Regions from separate parts of the Mus musculus genome. Here region 1 is linked to region 2. The links are chromatin contacts, called in public HiChIP or PLAC-seq maps. All regions are on one chromosome and are shown on one strand. Each heading gives the region's core, a stretch centred on a gene start, on an enhancer-like site or on the middle of the called end of the contact. The rest is flanking DNA. Distances are from core to core; before and after follow the strand shown.

What was found. HiChIP or PLAC-seq counts read pairs in DNA pulled down with a chosen protein or histone mark.
Region 1: a contact with region 2 is called in an H3K27ac HiChIP or PLAC-seq map of heart atrium, with 5 read pairs. The contact joins two enhancer-like sites. A contact is called at or near these places in 6 of 484 Hi-C or Micro-C datasets (the Patski cell line, adipose-derived mesenchymal stem cells, muscle stem cells and 2 more) and 2 of 115 datasets of contacts at active chromatin or transcription factors (embryonic stem cells and heart atrium).

Annotation. Positions count from the first base shown.
Region 1 is chr1:90,586,889-90,592,363 of GRCm38.p6, forward strand. No RefSeq gene overlaps it. Among named protein-coding and RNA genes, the nearest start is that of Gm35192, 6.8 kb to the left of the region's middle. Within about 2 kb of position 1,668, at least 37 of the 459 cell types and tissues checked have an H3K27ac peak or open chromatin away from gene starts, as enhancers often do. A contact at or near this core is called in heart atrium, where this site is marked.
Region 2 is chr1:90,523,456-90,528,829 of GRCm38.p6, forward strand. It overlaps a transcript of Gm35048 not described here. Among named protein-coding and RNA genes, the nearest start is that of Gm35048, 19 kb to the left of the region's middle. Within about 2 kb of position 1,531, at least 16 of the 459 cell types and tissues checked have an H3K27ac peak or open chromatin away from gene starts, as enhancers often do. A contact at or near this core is called in heart atrium, where this site is marked.

The DNA.
Region 1 (5,475 bases), core at 418-2,917, 64 kb after region 2:
GTTTGCTGACTACACTCTGTGTTTGGGAGAGCGAGCATCGTGGCCAAGGTGCCAAGGAGAAGAGAGGGAACTGAGGGACACAGGACACGTGAAGAGGTCAGAATGCAGATGTCCCCAGCCCACTAAGTTGCACTTATGGCACTTATGGCACAGACCAGGGACCAGGGGTAGTTAAAACAACAGTAACAACAACCACCACCTCCAACAACAACAACACTCTCATGGAAAAAGAGCTAGTGTGGTGCTTCACACTGTGTGCTGTGGGGCAAGCTGATAATGAGTCAGACAGAGCAAATTACTCACGTTCAGGTCACCTGCTCTTTACCTGAACCACTATTGCATAGAGAGTTCAATTTCTACCTAAGACTGGGGAAATCCCTAACTACAATGCTGTTAGGGCAGTGGCAATCTCCTGCAGGCATTTGTCCCGATATCGCCATTCACCACTAATACACAAAACATGTAGAAACACGAACAATTTAGTTCTCTTTCTTTCTAACTCGGGGACAATTAGACAGTGAAATGAAGTCTCAATTTTGAGGCCAGTTCTGTGTCATGCACTAGAATGTGGTCCCAATCCCACAGCAGTGGGGACACAGAGGACAGACAGTTCAGACAGTGATGGAACAAGAGCAGTGGCCATGCTCAGAGCTGGGCCTCTTCACAGTGCTGTAGGTCCTGCTGGCTCTGACCTGTGCAAGGTGATGCATGGTGTCTCAGGCCCTTCGTACTCTGTCCTACCCAAGACTACCTGCCCCTCAGGTCCTACGTTGGTGTCATTGAAGTCCTGTGGTGAAAGGAGGAATCATGGGTAAGGCGGGGTCTCCCTGTACTGTCCTGCTTTGCCCACTGAGGTGAGAGACCAGGATGTTGATAGTGTGAGATGGGCCCAGGTCTTCAGAGTAGATCCTCTCCTCTCCATGCATTGTAGAGCCAAGTAGCTCAGACATAGACTCTCGCTGTGCCAGAGGCGCTCAGGGTGGGGAAATTCTAGAAATACACACAGGGGGCAAAGGTGGCACACACTGGGCCCTGGCAAGTCACTGTGATTCTTATTGTCTGAATCCTTGTTACCTGTCTTGGTGGGACAGTCAGGGACCATGGATGGGATGGTGGCCAGCAGCATACACATACGCAGTGGGTGTCTAGAAAGGGGGTAACTCTTGCCTGAAACCAAACTCCTCCATGTCCCTGTGGTTTGAGGACTATAACACTGTCACAGGACGACCTGAGGTGCCACAACCTGACTCTCACCCTCTTCTAGCGCCCTGAGGAAGAGCTGGGGTCATGTAAGGCAGTGTGTGTGTGTGTGTGTGTGTGTGTACTCATGCATGTGTGTGCATACACATGTGTGTGTGTGCATGTGGGTGTATATGTAAGTGTGCATGTGTGTGTGCACATGTGTTAGTTGATAGCATGCGTGCGAGTACATATATGTGAATGTATATGCATCTCTGTGGCTGAACACACTCCTTGTCTGAAGGTCACTTTCAAAGACGCCAACTCTTCAGTCTCAGCTGAACTAAGAATTATACCAATCAAACTACAAATTTTAGGGTGAGTCTAACCGCCTTTGTCTGCCTTGTTTTTGCAAATCCAGAATTAGTCATCAGTTTTTCCATGGCCGAGCTCTGCCTGGTCAGAGACTTTGTGATGAGTGCCACCTTGTGGTGCCTTTTGTATTTCCCAGGAGCAGGAAGTAATGGTCTGAGGCTGCTAGTAAAACCCATTACCAGACTCCAGCTCTGCAGCCTCTCCTATCCTGGCCTCTCACATCTGCATGCTCATGATATAAACCCACCGTACTCTGCCATTCCCAGCTTAGGGGCCAGACCCATCCCAGAGCCACCCAATTCCCAAGCAAAGCTGTTATGAGTTTACAGACAGCATCTCAAACTGTACCCTGAAGTAAACCTCTTTTTTGTGATAATGTGCCCGCCTCCAGTATTTTGTTCTAGCATCAGAAAGCAAACAAAAGCAGAAGAGGAAAGCCCCGTGCCTCTTGATTAAAGTGCCTCCAGGAAATCCCACAAGACTATGCAAAAGGTAAGCAGGGCTGGTTGCCCTTCCTCATCATCTAAGTCACACAGTGAATCCCTATCCTCCAGGGCAACCCACAGAAAAGGATGCTTCAGACAATTTCATAGAATGCTCCGGGTATTTAATGGGAAAGCCCAAGGGAGCTCACAAGAAGGTTGAAGGTTTGAGGTTTGAGCTAGAGGCACCATCCAACCTCCTGCTTGCAGGTGGACACTAGTTTCATCTACCCCCTACTTATCTCTCCTGTCCTGTCAAGCTCCTATTGAGAACAACCCATTGTGATCTTCCTACTAAAAGCTCTAAGTCACAGGCTAGGGGCAGCATGTGCTGGAGCACAGGACAGAGGACACTTGGAGCACTAGTTGGCTTCCCCTGTCTGTATCTCTCTAAGTATCCTTTATTCCTCTGTCCATAAACTCACAGTAACAGCTTTGCTAAGGAATTAAACTGGGTCGCATGGTCCATGGAACTGCATGTTTTCCATAAGTCCTTCCATCCCTCCAACCTCCAGCGCTCTGGGAGCCCATTCTGGGAGTGTTTGTGGTTGCAGCAATGACAGGAGGGTGTTGTTGATTCTCACATTCCAGGATTTTACCTGGAAAGTGTCAAGGCAACTTTTAAAATGTTTTCAAATGAAAACCGGGGTGGAAGTTAAGGACAGAGAGAATCTGATTCGTCACATGGTTGTGGGGAACTTGGAGTGTATCTTGGAGCCCCTTCCCTGGCTCCTACACACAGGAAAAGCACCTTCCTACTTTCCTTTCTGGTTTGATCAAGGTATGGGCTCACATAGTCCTGCCTGGCCTTGAACTCACTAAGGAGCTGAGGACGAACTAGTGCCCAGGATCCTTCTGCCTTTCCTTTTCCTGTGTCACACACACCCAGCTTAAACAGACACCCTTTTGAAGAAATGTGGAGAAAATGTCATATTTCAGTTTTACCTTTTTACCTTTTTTTTTTCTTCCACAAATGGAGCAGAGTTTCTGCTCTTCTGTGCCTAGTGTGTGCTTTGAGGGTCTGTCTGTCCAGGCCTTTGTCTATGTTCCTAGTGGGTTTTAGGTCTTTTCACCTCCATTTTTCCTATCAAACTGTGTGTGTTCCCATTCTTTAATCTGTTTCCTGTTTTTCTTCTCTTTGGTTAAGAAGGACCCTGGTTCTCTTTGTCAAAGTGGCAGTGGCTGGGGAGGCAGCTTCGTAGTTAAGAGCACTGACTGCTCTTGTAGGGGTCCCAGGTCCGATTTGCAAATGCCACATGGTAGTTCACAATGATACATCTGTGACTCCCGGTTCAGAGGATCTGATGTCCTCTTCTGTCCTCTATGGCCACTGCATACATGTGGTGTACACACAGACATGCAGGCGAGACACTCACACACATAACAAATAAAATACGTTTCAACAGTCAGGGCTGTAGTAGCATGGGCTTACATCCGTGACCTCAGCTCTATCCCCATGATCTACATGTCTGTTTTTATTTTGTGTCAGCCAGCACCAAGGCGCTTTTATCACTATAGCTCTGTAGCATAGCTAAGCTCAGGAATAGCAATACCCTCCACAGCCTTCTTTGTGTTCAGGTTGCTTTGGTTGCCTTGATCTTTTGTGCTTCCTTATACAATTTTAGGTTTTTTCCCCCTATGTCTGTGAAGAAAGGAGCTGGAAACTCGATTGGGATTGCACTGGATCCGTAGGCTGCATTTGGCAGGATGGTCCCTGCCAGCAAGATCCGTTCCTTCCATTCAAGTGCATGCCAGGCCTTCCCATGTGGCTCCCTCAACTTCTCTCTCCAGTTCAGTGTAGACTCCTTTCATTCCCCTGGCTAGCTGTGTGCCCAGACACTTTATCCTATTTTAATTTGTGAATGGGATTATTTCAGTGTGTTTATCACTGGTCCATGGGACACCTAGTGATTTGTGTGTGTGTGTGTGTGTGTGTGTGTGTGTGTGTGTGTGTGTGTGTGTGTGTATTTTTGTAACTTGCCACTTTGCTGGGAAGTACTTATCAGCTCTGTGCATTTCTGGGTGGAGTCTTTTGTGCTTAGACTCTTGCCTGCTCACTTTGCTCTGCAGAGCGCTCTCTGCTGGACAGTTTTGTGAAGTGTTAACACAGGGTGGGGGGAGCTTGGCTTGGGAATCATCCTGACAGTTTTACTGCACTAGGCCTTTCTGGACTTTCCCTAGCTGTTTCCCTGGGACCCCTTTCTGGACAAGGGTTGGTAGCCCATGTGAAGGAAATTTTATGCAGAGCCCAGTTGCCGAGTCCACAGTGTGACCAGGCCTGTGTGGTTATACCAGAGCTCTACCCTAGTTCCCACCTTCTAGAGAAGGACTCCTGGCTGGCTCGGCTGCCTCCTTCTGAAGCCCAGTAGATGATTCAGATCCCTATGTTTTTATTTTTGTCCTCCCTCATTTCTTACAAACACACACGTGCGCGCTCACACTCACACACACACGGCATGCACGCACACACACACAGGACAGTTAGTGTCACCCACTCCACATTTAGGAATTATTGAAACACGAATGAAATCAGCTCTGTCTCTGACACACATCGCAACCATGTTTCACCAACTTATCTTGAAACCGGCCACAGTTCAGATGGTGCACAGTTCTGGCTTTGTGAGTCTAACCTTATCAGCCTTTCCTTTCCTGATGTCTGGATTTGGGCTCACAATGGAATGTGGCTCTTGTAGAAGTGCTGGGTGCAGTTTTCCCCTAGTATCTGCACACCTCCAGTTCTCCCACTGGCTGGGGTGTTGCTGCGTGTGCTGTGAGCCGTTTAACAGCCCAGTGCTGTTTCTTGGAGGTCACTGCTTCATCATTTGAAATGTCACTTCCACTACATTCTGACTCTCCATAGGGACCCGGGTCCATTCTGGACTCTTTAATCTGTTCAGTGATCTCTCTAGTCAGGTAAATATATATGTTTGCAGCTAGGCATCATGGCCCATGCCTGCAGTCCTAGCACTCCGGAAGCAGAAGGGTTGCTATGTGTTCAAGGCCAGCCTGGACTATATAGTAAGTTCTAGGCCAGCCTGGGCTACCATGTAAAATGACTGCCCCCAACCCCCATCCTCAATCTCAAAACAAAAACAAAAAACACAACAAAAATGAAAACAAAAACACAAACAAAACAAAAATAAAAGAAACAAAAAAGAAAGAAAAACGAATTCTCCAAGCATCCATTATGAAATAGTAAGACTCAGAGAGGCTTCACAGAGCAGTTCACTATGCCTCACCTCTATCTCACCCAGCTGGAGACACTGAGTTCTCCTACTTGCTGGAACTCATTCATGTGACAGTTCCACCGACAGCAACACTGCTGACTTGGACTAACGGATGCAGAGACAGCACAAGATGTTGAGAGCCTTAGACTCACAAGATCATGCTGGCAATAAACAGCCTGAAGGCACTTTGGGTGACTTGGGTCCTGGTAGTT
Region 2 (5,374 bases), core at 281-2,780:
AGGTGAATGATATCCAAGGAATGACACCAGAGGTACTCCTATGGATAACACACACAAGAATCTATGCACACACATGCACAGGCATATACTCACACACACATATGCACACACACAGAGACATACATACACACATGCACACATGCACTTGTACGCAGAGAAAAGCAGATTCTCAGGAGTAGTTTGAGGTGCATCTTCATCTTTGGAAAACATTAGTTTAAATCTCAGAAAACAGACCTGCAACTCACAGGAGAAATTACAGGAAGGTGCATTTTTCAACTACAAAACCTTCCAAGAACAAGGCTGTAGAACAGGAGATGGAGATGGCCTCTCTACCCTACTCCCTGGACTCCCAGCCCCTCTCCTGGAATGATTACACAGGGAGACTCAATGGTCACAGGCAGAGCTACCACATTCACATCTGCCTGTGAATGAAGACTGCTTGCAGATGTGTCCACATTGCCGTTCAGGAAATGTTTATTGGTCAGAGGCTAAGAGGACACTTGTCCCTGTGTATATTGCCACTTACTTGCCCCCTCTGTGACAGGAGAGTCCTCTACACGAAGCAGAAGCATCTCAAGTCTACACCACTCTTTGAGAGCCCTACACTTCCCAGTGGATCACTGCTAGCCAAGTATGCGGACAGCGTGCTTGCTGCTGGCGCCAAGAAGCACAATCGAGGGAGGAAGAGCGTATCTTAAATAGAAGTGGTATTTGCAGTTGGTAAAACATAGATTATTTTTGCTCTTAGAGAAATTGATTTCCTAGAAGATGATTAATTATGTCTGCAAAACAGAAAATCCATCAAAGACAAAGTGGTTTTCCTTTCAGAAAACACTAAAAAAAAATTCTCTACCATGTCATTGCATAAATATGATGTGCTATTAATAGGCATCTTGTCTCCTTATACTGGGTTCATTTTCTGGGGAAGTGGGGACTTGCTTTGAGACTAGGGAAATGTTTTGTTCTCTTCTCTGGTTCCTGGGAATCTAAGCAAAAGTTCTGCCTGTACTAACTCTAATGAAGGTCATTGTGTGGGGAAAACAAGGAAAGAGACCCCAACTTGCAGTGTGAAAGGGACTTTTTCAGTGAGTCTGTGCTACCTTCAAGGAAGGTCCAGAATCCCACTACCGTCCAACTAACCCACTTCTTATACCCTCACCCAGCAGGCCCAGGATGCCACCTTGCTCCAGCCATGACTGTGCACTGGCCCCCTCTAGGACTGAGTAAGAAAACCTTTCCAGGGGCAGCCCTGGGAGTGACTTTCATCTGGAGTGCTATAGTTACCTCCTAGCTGGGATTTCTCAATCCATCTCCCTTCCTTTCTAGAAGGTCACTCTAATCAGACAGCCAGAGTGATCCTGTAAAAACCAGTTAGATCACAGGCTGTGTGGCTCAATCCTTGCAAAAGCCTCCCATCTCAACCATAGTTGAAAACAGAGTGCTTAGCCCCACCCTAGTCAGGAACTCCTTTTCTCTCTCTGGCTGCCCCAGCCGGACTGTACTGGCTTTCTGTTTTTAGAACAACCACTGGACCATCATATCCTTGCTGGGTTCTCAAATGGGGACTTTCTCCCGTGAGGGTAGCTTCATACAGGCTCCTCTGTGTTGCAGGATTTTCCCTGTCCAATTACATTAGGGCAGAGGAGGCCCGTGATTGGACAGGGAAAAGGGAGGTGGAGCTAAGAGTTGCAGGGACAGAGAGAGTATCAGAGGAGAGGGAGAGAAGAATGGAGGCTGACATGCTGGTTGTGTGGGGTTTGAATAATTGGGATAAAGATTTTATCATTATCAATTGGCTCTGAAATTATTATATGGGCATCTTGTAAATTGTGATATTATTGATATACTGGTTGGTTAATTAAGCTTTAAATCTTAATTCTACTAGGTAATTTGGTGTTGAGAAGGCTGACTGTGGTATGAGCCCGGTAGGAGCCCTGTGGTCTGGCGTGGCTGGAGAGTTGGAGGGCTAGGAGGAGCACAGGAGTATGGTCCAGCCCCGTAGAGAGTTGGCATGTTCATTTTTTAATATTTCCTACACTTCTGTACTTTTATGAGTCTTCAAGGCAAATGTTACTTTTCCTGCAGAACTTTCCAAAATGCTGATGTTGGAGTTCTAGCAGCTTCTTCACACTTCCTGCACCTGTCTCTGCTTCCGGCTTCCATAACACTCATTACTCCCAATACACCACATAGCTTCCCTTACAGCAAGCCACATTTCTCACAGTGGAGGTACTTCTGTTTAACCCTCTATATAAGCCCTGATTTTTAGTCTGAGCCTGACACATAGTAATATTCAAAGTGCATTTGAATGACTAAATGAATGGTTGTTTGCTTGAGTGTCTAAAAGCAAAGATAGGGAGGTAAAATAGATATAGATTGGTAGACAGATGATTGAGAAGGTATTTGGGTAGGTGGTGAATGGAAGAATGGATGAATGGGTGGATAGGTTGGTAGGGGAATACATGAATAGATGGATGACTGGATGGATAAATGGATAGATAGATCACTGGGTAGATGTGTGGATGAATGGATGTGTGGATGGATGGGTGGGTGGATGGATGGATGGATGGATGGATGGATGGATGGATGATTGGATGATGAAAGCCTAGATTAATGAGTGAATGGGTATATGAATGTGTGAGAGAGTAGATAGATGGGTGGATGGGTAAATTAATAAATAATGGTTGGGTAGGGGGCTGGAGAGATGGCTCAGCAGTTAAGAGCACTGACTGCTCTTCCAAAGGTCCTGTGTTCAATTCCCAGCAGCCACATGGTGGCTCACAACCATCTGTAATAGGATCTGATGCTCTTCTGGTGTGTCTAAAAGCACCTACAGTGTACTCATATAACTATAATAATCAATTTTTTGAAAGATAATGGTTGGGTAGATTTAATAGACTAAGGGATGGAAGGGTGGGTGAGTGATAGGTAGATCAGTCCCCTCCTCCTACATATAGAAAGCATGGTTGGCTTCAGGAGTGCCTAACTCAAGAGCATTGGGACCACCAAAGGAGACTGTGATTCGGTCGGTTTGGATTGGAGCCCAGGAATCTCAGTGTAATAAGCTCCCCGGGGTTTATTTTGTACAGGGAAGATTGAGTCAAGGGACGTCAGAAAGGTCTGTAAAAGCCTTTCTATCAGCCCGAGCAGCTGGAAGAACGCTCCACCTCATGCAAAGTAAACACTCAGGAGAGCATTCTCTAGGAACAAGGATTGAGAAAGATGGCCGCCAGAAACACACCAGAAGGTCCTTTGGGCTTCTTCCCAGTGTCGCTACCATGGTCTGAATCCTCCCTGTAGAAGAGATTAGCAGAGCATGCACCTTCCCTCCTCCTCCGTCCACAGTGGAGCTCGCTGGCTTTCTTGCCTCCTGGTTGGGGACAGATGAGAGGCTAGAGCAGCCCAGACTCTGCCCAGGCGATCAAACTTCCTGTCCGTCACAGGTTAGAATTATCAGGCATCACACTTGACCTTTACCTGGTTGCTTTCGGGGTCTTACATGATTTTGCAGCACCCCTTCAGGAGTCAGCTGCCTGTTTCTTTAAATGATGCTGGCTCTCCTTCACAGCCTGTGGTGTGTAACTGTCCCCTAGCACCGCCACACAGCTTTGTACACACAAATATCTAGCTGTTTTCAACACTGGGTCCTATAATGAATGGGGATTCATGCAGGGTCTGCATGCAAAAAAGACTGAGGGCTGGGGGTGGTATAGAGAAGAAAAAGAGAGGAAACTCCTTAAATCAACACAACCAAGATAGATAGAGTTGAATACAAAGTCCTGGACTTGTATGTCTGAGAGGTCACAGGCCAAGTAGGAAAATACTACTGTTGTTTTATTGAATTAAAAAGTTGTCAGAACACTTTCGCAGTATTTATATTTTTACCCATAGATTAGCGCTGTTCTCAACCTTAGTCAGGGATGCATCTTTTTCCAGTGGGCAAGACTTTTTTTTGCAGAGACTCATATTTGGTCCAAGTGGTAAGGATGAGTTGTCTTGAGTGTTTCATCTCTAAGCGGGACACATATCACCCCCTCCAAGGCTGGGGAATACAGAGGAAGAGGGGCAGAGAGCAGCTAAGAGCCAGAGGGGGAGGAGGGGGAGAGGGAGGAGGAAAGGGGAGGTGGGGAGGGGAAGAGGGGAAGAGCTGTGTGAGCTATTTTCTCAGGATACAACATGGCCACTGCACTTATGAACTCACAGCTGTGGTTACTGTTGTGCAAGCCCAACAGCACCCAAGATGCCAGAATGGCTTACCACAAGTCCTGATCCCTGCCTGAGGAACTATTGGTGACAGGTGACCACTGAAGGACACAGAATAATTTTTCTTCAGTGGTGTAGCACACTAGGAAGATGCCCACCCTGGAAAAAGCCATGGGAAAATGAAATGTGAGCTAGGGTGAGACTCCAATGTCAGTGTGCTTGGATGGCGCACAGGAGGCCTTGAGCTCCATGTCCCTCACCCAGTGACATTTACGGGCTCTGGGTCTTGTATGCATGCAGAAGGTTCTGAAGTTCAAGGGTCATGCTCAGTTGTATAATGAGTTCAAAGCCAGTCTGGGCTGCATTAAAACAAATCAAAACAATCCGCAAACAAAATGGGTTGCATTGAAAGGATATGGGGTCACGTGATGGGGATTTTATCTGATGTTTCCTGTGTGAAAGTTATAAGGACAAATGGGTGCTCAGATCATAAAACGCTGATGTCTTTGTTTGAAAGGACTGGTGTAAGTCCTTGGTTCTTTCCATTCATAGGTAAATTCTTGAACCACCTCCAGAGAATGTCACCTACCCAAGAGTCAAGGCAGTGTGACCTTCCCAGCGAGGTCTCCTTTCCTCCAGGAAACCCTTATCCAGCAGACTTTCAGAGGATTGTAGCTGAACAAGATGGTTGGATTCCTTCTTTCTGGCTGGCTTCTCTGTCCTGCAGGGACATGCTTCCTCCAGCAAACTCCTTTGCCAAGACCATGCCCACATTTTAAATACTTTGGAAGGAGATACAAGTTCACGCTTGCTTTTATATAGCCCGAGGTTTCGTCGTTTAACAGAAGTACTTAACATTTATGTTATTGTATTAGCTGATATTAGGGGGTCTTCATTTCGGCTCAGTTGTGATTTCTGTTTACATTTTCCTTGTGTTTCTGGCTTAGTCCCCTTCCTTGGCTGGAGTACAGGAGCCTCACTTGCTGTCTTTTCAGTGGTATGGCTTAAGAGCCCACACGCCCATCGCCAACATTCCTAAGAGCTGCCCCTTACTCTCCCCCAACCCCCCCCCACTACCACTCCTCCATCCCCCCACTCCCCACCCCGCAGACAAAATGTGCACTGGAGCACACAGAATGGAAAACAACCACCAGAGCTGGTTAGTGCATTT